3 separate regions of the Gossypium hirsutum genome follow, and all the other regions are linked to region 1. Evidence: chromatin contacts called from public Hi-C data. All regions are on one chromosome and are shown on one strand. The core of a region is the stretch at or near the end of the contact, and the rest is flanking DNA. Distances in the headings are between cores, read along the strand shown.

Evidence for each region. A called contact is a pair of places that touch in the nucleus more often than the background predicts.
Region 2: a Hi-C map of hypocotyl shows a contact between it and region 1, with 4 times the contacts expected there. The contact joins the promoter of LOC107936747 here to the promoter of LOC107908311 in region 1. A contact is called at or near these places in 14 of 34 Hi-C or Micro-C datasets (callus, fibers, hypocotyl and 2 more).
Region 3: a contact with region 1 is called in a Hi-C map of leaf, with 2.2 times the contacts expected there. The contact joins the enhancer-like site here to the promoter of LOC107908311 in region 1. A contact is called at or near these places in 5 of 34 Hi-C or Micro-C datasets (hypocotyl, leaf, petal and 1 more).

What each region holds. Positions count from the first base shown.
Region 1 is chrD02:48,576,673-48,581,123 of Gossypium_hirsutum_v2.1, reverse strand. It overlaps LOC107908311 (vascular-related unknown protein 1), which reads right to left and starts at 2,079. Exons shown (of 3, transcript XM_016835518.2): 1 at 1,676-2,079; 2 at 1,466-1,535; 3 at 968-1,314. The coding sequence starts at 2,014. The coding sequence ends at 1,268. It overlaps LOC107910101 (a long non-coding RNA gene), which reads left to right and starts at 2,477. Exons shown (of 2, transcript XR_005910283.1): 1 at 2,477-2,845; 2 at 4,124-4,451.
Region 2 is chrD02:48,353,107-48,357,557 of Gossypium_hirsutum_v2.1, reverse strand. LOC107936747 (homeobox-leucine zipper protein HDG2) reads left to right here and starts at 1,815. Exons shown (of 14, transcript XM_041088619.1): 1 at 1,815-2,136; 2 at 2,268-2,440; 3 at 2,556-2,683; 4 at 3,324-3,547; 5 at 3,647-3,764; 6 at 3,858-4,046; 7 at 4,123-4,451. The coding sequence starts at 2,579.
Region 3 is chrD02:48,740,576-48,745,026 of Gossypium_hirsutum_v2.1, reverse strand. No RefSeq gene overlaps it. Among protein-coding and RNA genes, the nearest start is that of LOC107908309, 8.2 kb to the right of the region's middle. Within about 2 kb of position 1,821, at least 9 of the 9 cell types and tissues checked have an H3K27ac peak or open chromatin away from gene starts, as enhancers often do. A contact at or near this core is called in hypocotyl and leaf, where this site is marked.

The DNA of each region.
Region 1 (4,451 bases), core at 830-3,329:
ATGGAAATACATGACACTGTTTGTCTTATATGTTATCTCAACAAATAATTTAAAATTTAAAAAAATAAAAATTCAAAAAAATTCAAAAAACGTTTAGCATAAAGTACACGTTGATTGCCATATAGGTTGCTATGTTAAAAAATTTAATGTTTTAGTCAGTTTTTCGATTAAAAACAACAATTTAACTCTTTTGGAAGGTAAATGGTCAAATTCGAATCTTTTTTAAAAATTGACAGCTAAATTTAACTTTAAAAAAGGAATAAAAACCAAATTAACCAAAAAAAACTGTGAACGGTAAGAACTTAATTTATCATAATGTGAATTTTAAAATTATTAATTTCATATTAACATAAAATTTTATATTACACTTGATAGTTTTTAAATTTGTTTTTTTGAAAATAGAGTACAAGGACAATCAGACCGTTTAAAATAAAATAAAATTGGATAGAGTTATAAAATATATACACAAACTAAAATTTAAATACTCAATGTCAAATCATCAACCTACAACCAAGACTTCGTTAGTTTCTTAACAATAATTAAAATATTTTATTTTTTAATTTAGATGACACGTCAACTATTATCGCGTCACGAGCAGGACCACCTGTTCTTTGCGGACATAATAATAAACAAATAATTAGCCGTAAGTTTTACGTATTTGTGTTCTAATATGATTAGTGAATTGTTCTTTTTGGTTTGACGAATAATATTATGTTAATATTTATTGTCAAGGGTCACGTCTTGGTGAGACTTCAAATTCGGAATGACTTAATCAACATGCACGTAGTCGAACATGCTAATAATTATTGATAAACATTTTTGTTGAATTTCCTTATAAAATCGAAAAAGGATAGATTGTTTTGTTCTTAAAATAATTATGTTAATTTATACATATATCGTATTAGTAACACAAATATATATTTACCAAATATTACTATATCTTACCTGATAATTCAATGAGGTTCACATCATTCTCCACCATGTAACTTTCTCAGGTGAGAAGCTGATGGAGAACTAAGAAAGGGGGTGCTCAAATTGTAATAAACCAATATATATTATTTGTACAATCATATATCTCAAAAGTTGTATATATACGGAGTTGGTGGAAGATGAAGAAATTAGTGGGATTCAATGATGAAATGTTGAGTATTAATTAACTATACAAAATAGTTAACTAACATTGACGAACGAACTAAACACAGCCCTCTTTTCTTTAACTCTCTGCAATCATTATTCTTCATCCCATTTTCAATTTTCTTCTTCTTCTTCAATCTGAATCTCTGGATATATTTCTGAACCAGTAATTTCCTTCACCTATAATATCACCAATTTCCCATATTAGTTCAACTTCTACTCTTTTCTTTTTCTTTCTTTTTTTAAATTAGGTCAACTTAAACAGAAGGAGCCCTCTCACAAATATTCTTTAAATATATACAAAGCAATTAGATCATCATGATTTAATTACCAGGGAAACTATGAATTTGATCTTCTTCTCTTTTCCTGGGATTCATATCGTGTGATTTGAAGTTACTACCCTACTAAAAGATTATGAAAAGTAAACTCATCAGAGTCAGACCATTACATATATATCAAGAAGAAGAAGAAGAAAAAAGATTCAAAACGAAGATTATAGCTTAAAAAAACACACAAGTGTTGTTTACAACTAAAAAATTACCTTGGAACTATTGACAGGAGAACTAGCAGTATCCTCCAAAGAATGATCCTCACAGATTTCTGTGGTTCTTGTTTGCTTGAACCTTAATATGTTGGGAGGTTTGGGCGAAGAAGAGGAGGCGGAAACATGATGGTTATGGTGGGAGATTTTGGGTGCAGTAGCGGCATCAGAGATCAAGGAAGAGCCACAACTGAAAGTAGAAGAGTAAGTTTTGGGTTGATTTGATAAATCTTCAAAGTAGGTAGTCCACCCACTTTCTTCATCTGAGAACTCCTTGCTTCTTGTTCCTTTGGAACCTACAGATTTACGTATAGATGAAGTAATAGACTTCTCCTCCATTGATCTACAAACAAGATGAGAGAGATACGTGGATGGAAGGTTAGCTTTATTTCTTTAGGCACAAAACAAGGTCGACAAGCACTTAATAATGGCTATTTATATATATATATATATAAATAGAATTATAAAAAGTAAGAGAGAAAAGTGAAACCAAAATGTAGAATGTTGGTGTGGCCAAGGTGGGCCAATGGAAGTCAAAAGCAGCGGTTGCAACGTAATTTTGTCATATTAACCAACATTAAATAAAAGTATATTTACATTGAATTAAGCAAACGTAAACTATACTTAATATTGGATATGACTAATTATATCATTAAATTCATTTTACCATCTCAATTACAAATTCTGGCAACAATAAATCATAGTTTATTCTCTCCCAAAAGCAGTAAGGTTAATTGTTTTTGTTAAATAAAAAGAAGCAAATGTAAATTTAAATTTATAAAAAAAATGCTAATTAAATCAACACTTATAACCGTGTCAAGAAATTGTTAACTTCCACTCACTTGTTCAACTTCATACATCCATATGATTGAATGGGCTTTGAGATTAAGGGTGCGTTTGTTTGCTGTAAAATGGTTTTCGGAAAACATTTTACATCATTTCCGATGTTTGTTTGGGGAAAATGAAATCCTTTAGTAAAACATTTTCCAAAACACAGTAAAATTAAACCCATTCATCTGGAAAATGTCTTACGGCTTCAAAATTGGTAAGACATTTTCCATTCTTCTCTAAGCAGACATTTTCCATTCTCTTCTAAGCAGCAGACATTTTTCATTCCTCAAAGCTTCCGCCTCTCCTCCTCATCTCTGCCTCGCCATCTCTGTCTCTCAGGTTCATCTTCCTTCTCCATCTCTCTGCTCTATAGATCTGTCGGTGAGTCACCCAAAAGCTTTAAGTTTTTATGAAAATGGTGTAAAATGTTTTAACTGGATTTTCCAGAAATGGGAAGAAGGGAAGCTTTCCCTTTTAATTTTCTTGCTATTTTCACTATAAAAATCTCAACATTTCTACCTTTAAAGCTTCAGTTAGTAGATCTTGCTTATTTTTGCTGAATTACAATGATATCGGTATTTCTGCAACAGGCTTCTTTTGTTTCTTCCTTTTGATTTCTGAGTTTTTGATCCACTGCCTTGAGAGAGTGAATCTTTTTTTTTCTGAAGGGATGCTTTGGGTTCATTTAAAAATGCATGAAAAAGGCACCGATGAAATACCAGTAAATTCTTGGTGACAGTTTATATTACTAGGATTTGGATTTTGTGTTTCTAGTGTTTGCCCTTTTTTGAGTGGAATTGTTATAGCTTTGATTCCAATTTTAGAGACCAGATAAGAAGAGAAAATGGAGAGAAAAAGAAGAATATTTGGTATTTTTTCTTTCATGAGAAGTTTTGAATACACTTGGTTCGTATATAAACAGTGCATGTTTTATCTCTTCTCTCAATTATAATAGCTTTTACCTTCAACTGCTTCCTTATATCATCTTGCTTCGTTGTTTCCTTCTTGCCTACTAGTTTCACAACACTTTTCTTGATTTCCACTAAAGCAAAAAGATGGTCTAGCAACCAATATGTTTACATACAGAGAAAAAGAAAATCAGGAATTTCTCCATTTCAATTACCCTCCCCTTCTACAAACTCTGAATCACAACTGATTAGGGACCCTGCCTTGGACAGAGTATCCGACTCTTGGGTGGTTCTGGACTGCCTGGAGCTTCCTTCACCACCCATGTCTTTCACCTTCTTTCGCCTACTTTTCTTTGAGTCTTTTGTGGTTGTCTCGGTTGTTTGGCTTGCATATAGGATAGTAATCATGTACTTAATAAGCATGTAGCAGATTAGTAGCGTCCCATGTGGAGATTTTAGCTTCACCAGTGGTGCACTAAATAATCTTTTTTTTCATGGAGACAGTAGATTCTTTTATGTTAAGCATACTAGCAAATAGTGTATTCCATTGCAATTCCTCCTAGGCTCCTGCTAATGAATGATATGGATGTTTGAGTTATGCTAATTGAATTTCAAATGCAGTTTATCCTGAGGTGCTTAATGTTTGAGATATGGATGTTAAGCAATATTATTTGTTTAGTTATTTCAAGGATATCATACTTTTTTGCAGGGCTATTGAGCACCCAACTTTTTCAGCACTTACAAGACCGTTGTGTGATCTGTATTCACTTATTCCTCCTCTTCTAGTTGCAACGCATAAGAAACTCAGGGTATGTAGATGTTTTTGTAGTTTATGATATTCTGAATGCCGTGGGTCTTATTTACTGGAATAAATTGTTAATGCTTTTAGTCCTTTGCATTATAATTGATTCCATGTTTTAGTTTTTGTAAATGAGTTAATGGATTAAAAGGAAGTATTGAGGTGATTCTCCTTTGCAGTTTAACATGGGGAATGATGTGTTGTCTTTTGGTGACTTGAATGTTTATGGAAGTTGAGT
Region 2 (4,451 bases), core at 566-3,065, 220 kb after region 1:
GACATAGTCAATGTATAAATGTATTGAATTACATCATTTTCCAGGGATAATGAAAGCTTTAATTTTACGAAATCCTTTATTTAATTGCAAAAATATATTAAGAGTATGTATAACTTTGGGTGTCCACGAATATGATACCTATATATAGATAAATATATGTATTTAAACATTTCACCTTCTCTACAATAATAAATGCATTACAAGAGCATTTATGGTTTATGGCTTTTATATACGACTGACATTTTAATTGAAATTCATATTATTACATTATTCACAGACCAAAATTTGTATCATAATCAACATGTTAATTTCTATTTGGTATTCTGATGATTAAAGTTGAAACCCTACTTTTTTGGTCAATTTATAATCTACATTTATAAAAAAGAAAATGGTTACATGGCTTAAAATTCAGATGATTATTCGATTTTATCCTCAATAATTAATTGCATTAAAGAATAACAAATTAAATGAAGGGAACCTACATGTTAATTCCTTCTCACATTTATTCATACCGTTAACAAAGCAACTACATTTTGCTAATCGCTACTCTTTTAAGGATTCTCAACATTTTATATCTACACTAATATTTAATTTGATGACATAAGTTAGTGAGATCAACTTGACTAAATTTTCATTCAAGATAAATTTAAATCAATTACAAATACTAATTTCAACCTAAAATGCATCAAATGTCATAAATTACTCAGTAACCTTTTTTTTTATCTTTTAAAAAAATAAATTCTTTTTTTTTCTCCGGCAAAAAACAAAATCAAGTTAAAAAAACTATTCACTCCTTTTTTTAACCCCTTCCAACTTTTAAATAATAAGATAAACATGCTCTAACGCATTAAAATTTATGTTCTTCTACATTGATGATAATACTAACCAAACTAAGACTCAATCATTACAAAAACCTACTCACTCCTCAATAAATTACTTGCTTAACTCTTTTTAAATATAATAAAACTAATAAATCATATAATTTTTTTTAAATCTATCAGTCATTTAAAAGATAAATATATAGTTTTTTTAACATGTTATTTTTTCTTTCGTGTGTAACGTAGGAATAATGTTAATAATATGCATAAAATATTCATTATTTTTTTTCAAAAAAATCATCGTTCCTTAAACAAAATATTAATTGTTTTTATACATTGTTCAAAGATATTATAATAGTAACATTATCCAATTTCGGATTTCTAACGATATTAATTGAAATAAAATTCAATTAAATTAATTCGACATTTTGGTTAAACTAATTTGTAAAAAAATAAGTTGTTTTCTTATTTAGATAAAGAAAAAAGTTTAACTACATAATAAATAGCAATTGATACATATATTATATAAATAAAAAATTAAACATCCAAGAATTTTTCGTGCAGAATCTTTAAATTTTATTTGTTGTGTGGATATAAAGTTAGAACATATATATTTCAGCATTAATGAATGTCATGATCCCTCAAAACATGCTGTGGAATCTAAATCGTGATTAAAAAGGAAAACTTGATGCCAACCTTTTCCCCTTCACCATTAATGAAAGAAAGAGATTTTCACATTCTGAAAAAGTGAGATAATAACATGGAAGTAAACCCATTTCGTAACAGAAGTTGAAGAGAGTAAGTAAATAAATCCAAAGGTAACAAAAAGAGATGAGAAAAAAGACCCCAAAATTATGAAGGTTATTGGTAGCCGTCATTCGTTGCACCATTACTGTGAAACTCTTCGGGGCGGGGGGGTGAATTGAATTGAAAAAAAAAATTAATCCTTTGAAGAGCCTCAAATTCTATCTCTTTCTCAATGTTTACAGCTTCCCTCCATTAAATGCAATTGCACCCTCTCAATACGCTTTGCATTAACTCTTTGGCAGCCACAATTTTCTCCATCTCTTCACTCTATCTTCTTCATCTTCATCTTCTTCTTCTTCTTCTCCTTTATCTTCTGCAACTTCATCTCCTTCGTATGTCACTTTGTTCCTACACCTACGCCCCTTAAAACCTACTTCTTATATATACCTTTATAGCTCATACGGTAAAGCCTGCTTTCGCAGGAAAACCATTAGCTACAGGTAACGAGGGCTGGAAGCAGATCCGTATCTCCTCCTTTCCCTGTGGCTTTTCGAGGGTTCTACTTTATTAGGTCTAAAATTTATATGCAACCAAGTTTTGCTACAGTGTTTCAGTCTCTTTTTTCAACCTTTATAAGCTCAAAATTCCCTTATGTTTTTCTTCATCTTACGTTATTTATTTATTTATTCTGAAATGATGCAGACATAGCCGACGAACGGAAAAGGAAAGAGAGTTGGTTTGGAGACTGACAAAGAAGGCATAGTTGGATTCTCCGTGATCTTGGTTGGAACGTTACATATGAGGGGAATTTTTCAAAATCGTCAACATTTCAACATTCTTCTTCTATAGATTCTCTCCTGCTCCTACATTGGCACGTAAGAATCAGATATTCTATAAGGATAAATATACTATAATATAAGCTGAAGGGACGAGAACCCTTTCAGCTGCTAAAAGGAAGAACACATTGATATATGAACAAACATTGGATAGGGCTTTTGGGATTCTGAAACATCATGCCAGCCGGAGTAATGATCCCGGCGAGAAACATGCCGTCGATGATCACCGGAAACGGGAGCGTTAGTGGTTATGGAACATCCTCAGGACTTACTCTTGGTCAGGTTAGAACTTAGAACACCATATTTTTCTCTCTCATCCATCGCCTACCGTTTCAAATCTCTGATTTCTAAGGGATTCTTCTTAGTCTTTGCAGTTGTCATTTTTTGTGCTTAATCTCTTCAGATTTCCCCCTTTTTCCATATTTTTTAACCTTAACAGATTAATGGGTATTTCCTCGTATTATCTTTTCTCCCCATTACAGTACTTGAAACAATAAATCTGTCTCTCCTTTTCCACTGTTTGGAACTCAAGAAAATGTGTTTTTCAAAGTGATTTTGGTCATATTTTGCTATTCCAAGCAAAATCCTTCTCGGTATTTGAGAAACGCGTAAACCCTTTCTTTTCCCATGAATCTAGCTCCCCTGATTCTTCCTCATTAGTCAAATTACTGCCAAAACATGCGTTTGTCGCATATAAATTTAGTCTACTTATCATATATAAATCCGCACACTCAAATCTACTTTGATTTTGCCTTTTGCTTACCATTTTTCCCCCTGAACTACCTTCGTTTTTTTTTTCCATATGTGGGAGATGGGATTTTTATTTTAGTTTTTTGAGCGGGATTTTCTTTTTGGATTATGAATGTTAGATTGAAAAACCATAAGGTTCGGACTCTTAAAGATCTGTTAGATAATGTTCCAGCAACCTAACAACATGATGGAAGGTCAACTCCACCCTCTTGAGATGACCCAAAACGCTTCTGAAAGTGAAATTGTTCGAATGAGAGACGAAGAATTTGACAGTACAAACAAATCTGGTAGCGAAAATCATGAATTAGGTGGCTCTGGAGACGATCAAGATCCTCGTCCCAACAAAAAGAAGCGTTATCATCGCCATACCCAGCATCAGATCCAAGAAATGGAGGCGTAAGCTAAAAACATTTTTAATTTAACTCGTTAATTTATTCAACAATATATGCTAAAAAGCTTCTTCTTTCTTTGAAAATTTTGTTCCTTGTTTTATAGATTTTTCAAAGAGTGTCCACACCCAGATGACAAGCAAAGGAAGGAGCTTGGGCGTGAGTTAGGGTTAGAACCGTTGCAAGTCAAATTCTGGTTCCAAAATAAGCGCACCCAAATGAAGGTATAACTATATTTATAGTAAAACGTCAATGGGAACTCAACCTTGTTAAGCTTTGCTCATTTTTGTTTAAACGTCAATGGTTTTCTTGTACAGACTCAGCATGAGCGTCACGAAAACACACAGCTGCGAACTGAGAACGAGAAGCTAAGGGCTGACAACATGAGATATAGGGAAGCTTTGAGCACTGCTTCATGCCCAAATTGTGGAGGTCCAACTGCTGTTGGACAAATGTCATTTGATGAACATCATCTCAGACTTGAGAATTCTCGATTAAGGGAAGAGGTATCCTATTATATTTTTACAACGTTCATAGTATTTGTTTTTGTAGTTTTCTAACGTTTGGATGGAAACAATGTAGATTGATCGTATATCAGCAATAGCTGCAAAGTATGTGGGCAAGCCAGTGGTGAACTTTCCTCTACTTTCATCTCCTGCGCCTCCTCGACCATTTGATTTCGGTTCACAACCTGTCACTGAGGAGATGTATGGTGTTGGGGATCTTCTCAGGTCTATTAGTGCACCTTCTGAGGCCGATAAGCCAATGATTATTGAGCTTGCGGTGGCAGCTATGGAGGAACTGGTTAGAATGGCTCAGATGGGGGAACCTTTATGGATGACCAGTCTTGATGGTACCACCTGTATGCTGAATGAAGAAGAATATATTAGGACTTTTCCTAGCGGAATTGG
Region 3 (4,451 bases), core at 572-3,071, 160 kb before region 1:
CTTCATGACTCATTGATCAATTTTTTGTTGCATCCATGTTAGGTCATTCTTGTAGAACATACGGTCTAACCAACCACCAAATATGTTCTCATATTTGATGCAATAGAAAATATTAAAACTGGTATTGGAACACATTTTAAGATTTATTAAACAATGTGATATTTTTTACCTTCGATTAAGATGGAATTGCCACAGTTGAGAAGAGATAGGTGCTAACCACTGTATGCATATTTATGCCCTTATTTGTAGAAGCAAGCAACAACCATTGACTTGGTTAATTGGCTCACAAATAGCCTTGGTAAGCACCTTATAGAGATAAGTTAGAGTAGTAGAACCCCAATTAAACCTAGTTGCCATTTGAAAATCCTCTAACAGTGGAAGAAACATGGTATGGACCTTATTCCTAGACTTGTTTGGGAACAACATTCCTCTGATTGTCAAGAGCATCTAAGCTTTGACGTAGCGGTCCATCTCTACAATAGTGGCATGCGATGGAAGGGCTAGTTCAACAAGCTTTTCAACCATGTACACTTCAATTAGCACCCATTTAAATCATTCAACATTTACCTTGACTAAACAACACTCAACAACTGCATGCACATTGACTTTGAATCGATGCCACTCAGACCGATCATTACCTCTCGTTGATTGTAAGGCTAGTTATTAAGGTGACATCTTGTGGCATGATGATGACTTGCTCGCATGAGAAATAGAATGTAATGGTTTCTAGCTTCAATCTTTCCACTAAGGTGGAAACTAATTTTGGAATGACATGGAACTTTTTCATCTTAGATGCCACAAATAAACTAACATCCTTTAAGCATTGTTAGATACGAGGATTGAGATTTGAGAAGTGTAAATTGTGTTGCGCCCAGAGAGTTCAATCTATTGGCTGCTAAAAATCATTAAAAATAATATTAAAATTTGAAAAATCTTAAATATATTTCTACAATATTAAAAATTATTAAAAAATAATTAGGAGATTTTATCATGTTGAGGGCGTAATGGACGATGTGGCTGGTTATTTTCTCCTTAAAATATAAGTGAATAAAAGAATTTCATTTTTTGTAGGGTTGGAAAGTTGGTGAGCTTGAGAGTTAAAAAGTATGAGAAGATTTTAGAGTGAGAAGAAAATAGGGAAGCGGTTATAGAGTGGAAGTCGACAACCATAGGAGCGGATTTTCACTAAATGTAGTTGGTTAAACCAATGACAAAATAAATATGTTGGCCAAGCCTTAAACTTGAAATCTACATTCATAAGTTTTAGTGTGTTGATTTGATACTACACTAAACTTGACACCCATAAGTGTAAAAGTAGTCCTAACGAAGAATATTTTGATAAATAAAATTTTCACATATATAGAATTTTAATAATATTATTATTAATGTAGAAAAAATCTTAACCCTGCACAAGGAACTTGAAAAGATCCTGAGCCAATGTTTAATCAAACTCGTTGACCCATTTAATAATATATTTTTAAAAATTTTGTAATTATAGAGCCCAACCCATCTAAAAGCATAGAATTTGGGCTTTGGAGAGAAAGGATTTGGAATTTAAGTTTCTAAAATAGAAAAAAATTCATTTACATCTTTTTAAATTTTAATTTAATAAAAGTAAAATTGCACTTTTTAACTCTTACAAATGATAAAAATTTGATTTAATATTTTAAAATTATAAAAATTGTAGAGCCTAATTTTTGCCTGAGCCATACCAGCAAAACAGCCAAAATTAAAATAATTAAATAATCCATTACAATGGCCCAATATGGCCCAAAACCCTTAATCCAAACTAAGCCCAAAAATTAAACAAAGTCAGAAAAAAACCCTAGGGTTCCCTAACCCTTTTTGGCGCCGCATGCCCCCAGCGCCGTTTCGCCTCCTCTGCCATGCCTGGCTGTCACCGCTCCTAGCCGCCTCTCCTCCGCATGCTCTGACACCTCTGTCACCTGCAAAGAGCAATAAACACGCAACAGAAAGAAGCAGCCAAATCGCAAAACAACAAAAAAATAGACATCAAGAGTTGTTTAGATCGGCTATAAAAGCCGAAATTTCACCTTTGTAATCTTCTTCTTCTTTTTACGAACGCGCACTAGTGAATAAAAAAGGCAGAACAAATATTTGAAAAGGGAAAATCTGATTGTTTCCCCTTTTTTCCTCTGTTTTCCGTTTCTTTTTATTTTCTTTTTTTATTTGTTCCATGCTTCTACAAAATCGGTTTTAATAAATAATAAGAATAAAGGGAAAAGAAAAGGAAAGAAATCATGCCTGGAATCATCCCGCAGGCCGCCGCCGGAGATCTTTTCTCATCGTCGGATCGGGTCAGGAGATGCGCACGGGTTCCCTTTTCTTCGGCCTAGCCTTCGAACATTTTTAAACGGGGCTGCAAAGCCCATCCCGTCGTGTCGCCCGTCGCTAGTCGACGGCGGCGTAGTCGAACGCCGGAGGAGCTTAAGTCGGAAGAGGGGACTGTGCGAGAGAGAGGCCATGGGGACTCTCTGTGTTTTTTTTTGAAAATGATGTTAAACTTTCCTTTTTTTGGTGTTCTTTGCAAAAAATAAAATAGCAGAAAAAGAAAGCAAAGTTTTTGCTTTTATGGATTGCAAAACAGAGCCGTTTGAGGGGGAAATCAAAGCATTCTTGCCCTTAATGGGTAATTTTTGAATTTAGCCCCTCCGCTTTTGCACTATAATGCAATCTGACTCTTTGTTTTTTTGATTTGGGCTGTGAGTTTTGTTTCTGCTTCAATCAAGTCTTTTGACCATGTATGGTCCTTTGCACTGAAACGTTGCGCTCTAGGACTGGGGCATATTTCCCAATTAGTCCTTCATTCTTCGTACGTGTGCCATTTTAATCCCTTGCGACCCGTTCTTTTTTTTGCAATTAAAGCCCCTAATTTTCATTCCAATTTCAACTTCGTCCTTATTCCAATTAATTTATTTTTTTATTTTTATTTTAAAAAAAAAGGGGCCCTTTCATTACCATTATATATTTTAAGTTTTATATTATTTATTATAAATGTTTTACCTAATGTTTAATCATTTTTTATTTACATCATTTGCTTTAAATTACCACGTATGTATTGTCTTAAAAGTTTTATATTTTTTAACAAGAAAAGAAGAATACTGTTTAGGTTTTTTTTATATTTATTTACTTTAAACTATTTTCGTATTATTCATTTTAAGTTTTCTATATTGTTTGAAATATTTTTATCATTCATTTCAAATTGATCTCATAAATTACTTGTTTTAGACTTTAGTTATAAAGTTGTCTTCTATTATTCCGTTTCGCTTACTTGGATTATTAATATTGATGTATTAAAATGATGCATGTGATGTGATCGATTTATTTGTTTATTTGTTTGTTTATTCAATTATTTTGTTTCGTTTATTTGTTTATTAAAATGTGGTGTGGTACGTTATAATTTGTTTATTTGCTTTCGTATTATTGCCAATCATTAACATAACATTTTGCTCATAAATTATTATTCACGTTTTATATCATCGTTAGCCACGTATGACCCTTTCAAAGTTTTCCAATGATTTCTTTTAAGGAATAATCAAAAACACTTGTATTATTTTTAGATATTTCATCGACTTTCACCCATTCTTTAAAGTGATAATTTTAAAATAAGGCAATATTTTACGTTTGGAAAATCGAGAAAACGTGCCCTAACGTGCTGGTTTTCGATTTCTCGTTGGACCAAATGACCAAATATCCTTTTAAAATCTCAAAAATAAAGGTAATATTCTATATTTAGAAAATTCAAGAAATCGTGCCCTAACTCACTGAGTTTTGATTTTTCTCGTATTGAACCTAAATAACCGAATATCCTTTTAAAATTGAAATGAATGAGGTTTAAATAAAAATAAAATGCAAGCTTACTCTCAAAATACGAGATGTCGAGTCCTAACTTACTGGATGTGACATCTTGTTACTTCGAGATAAGGAGGCATTTTCTATTTTGATTTATTCGAGTAATTTTAAAATAACACAATATAAAGAGGGATCGTATTTTTAAATTCTTTTCGAGTTTTTTAATTTTTGACACCAAGACATTAAGTAATCAACTAGGTACCAATTTTGGGCGTATTGAGGGTGCTAATCCTTCCTCATGCGTAACCGACTCCCGAACCCATATTTCTGAATTTCGTAGACCAAAATCGTTGTTTTAATAAAAATTAAATCGTTTACTAAAAACAACCACTTTTCGGTGACCCGATCACACTTCATCAAAAAAGATTGTTGGCGACTCCCGTGTTCGTTTTTATTGTTTTTAATCCAAGTCGACCCCGTTTTATCAAAAAATGGTGTCAACAGCTTGGCGACTCCGCTGGGGACTAAAATAAGAGTCAAGCCACGAGTTGATTGATTTTTGTCTTTTTGTCGAAAATTGAAAATTTAGTTTAAATGTATGATTCTTTCGTTGCATTTTGTCCGCTGTTTTTGTGGTC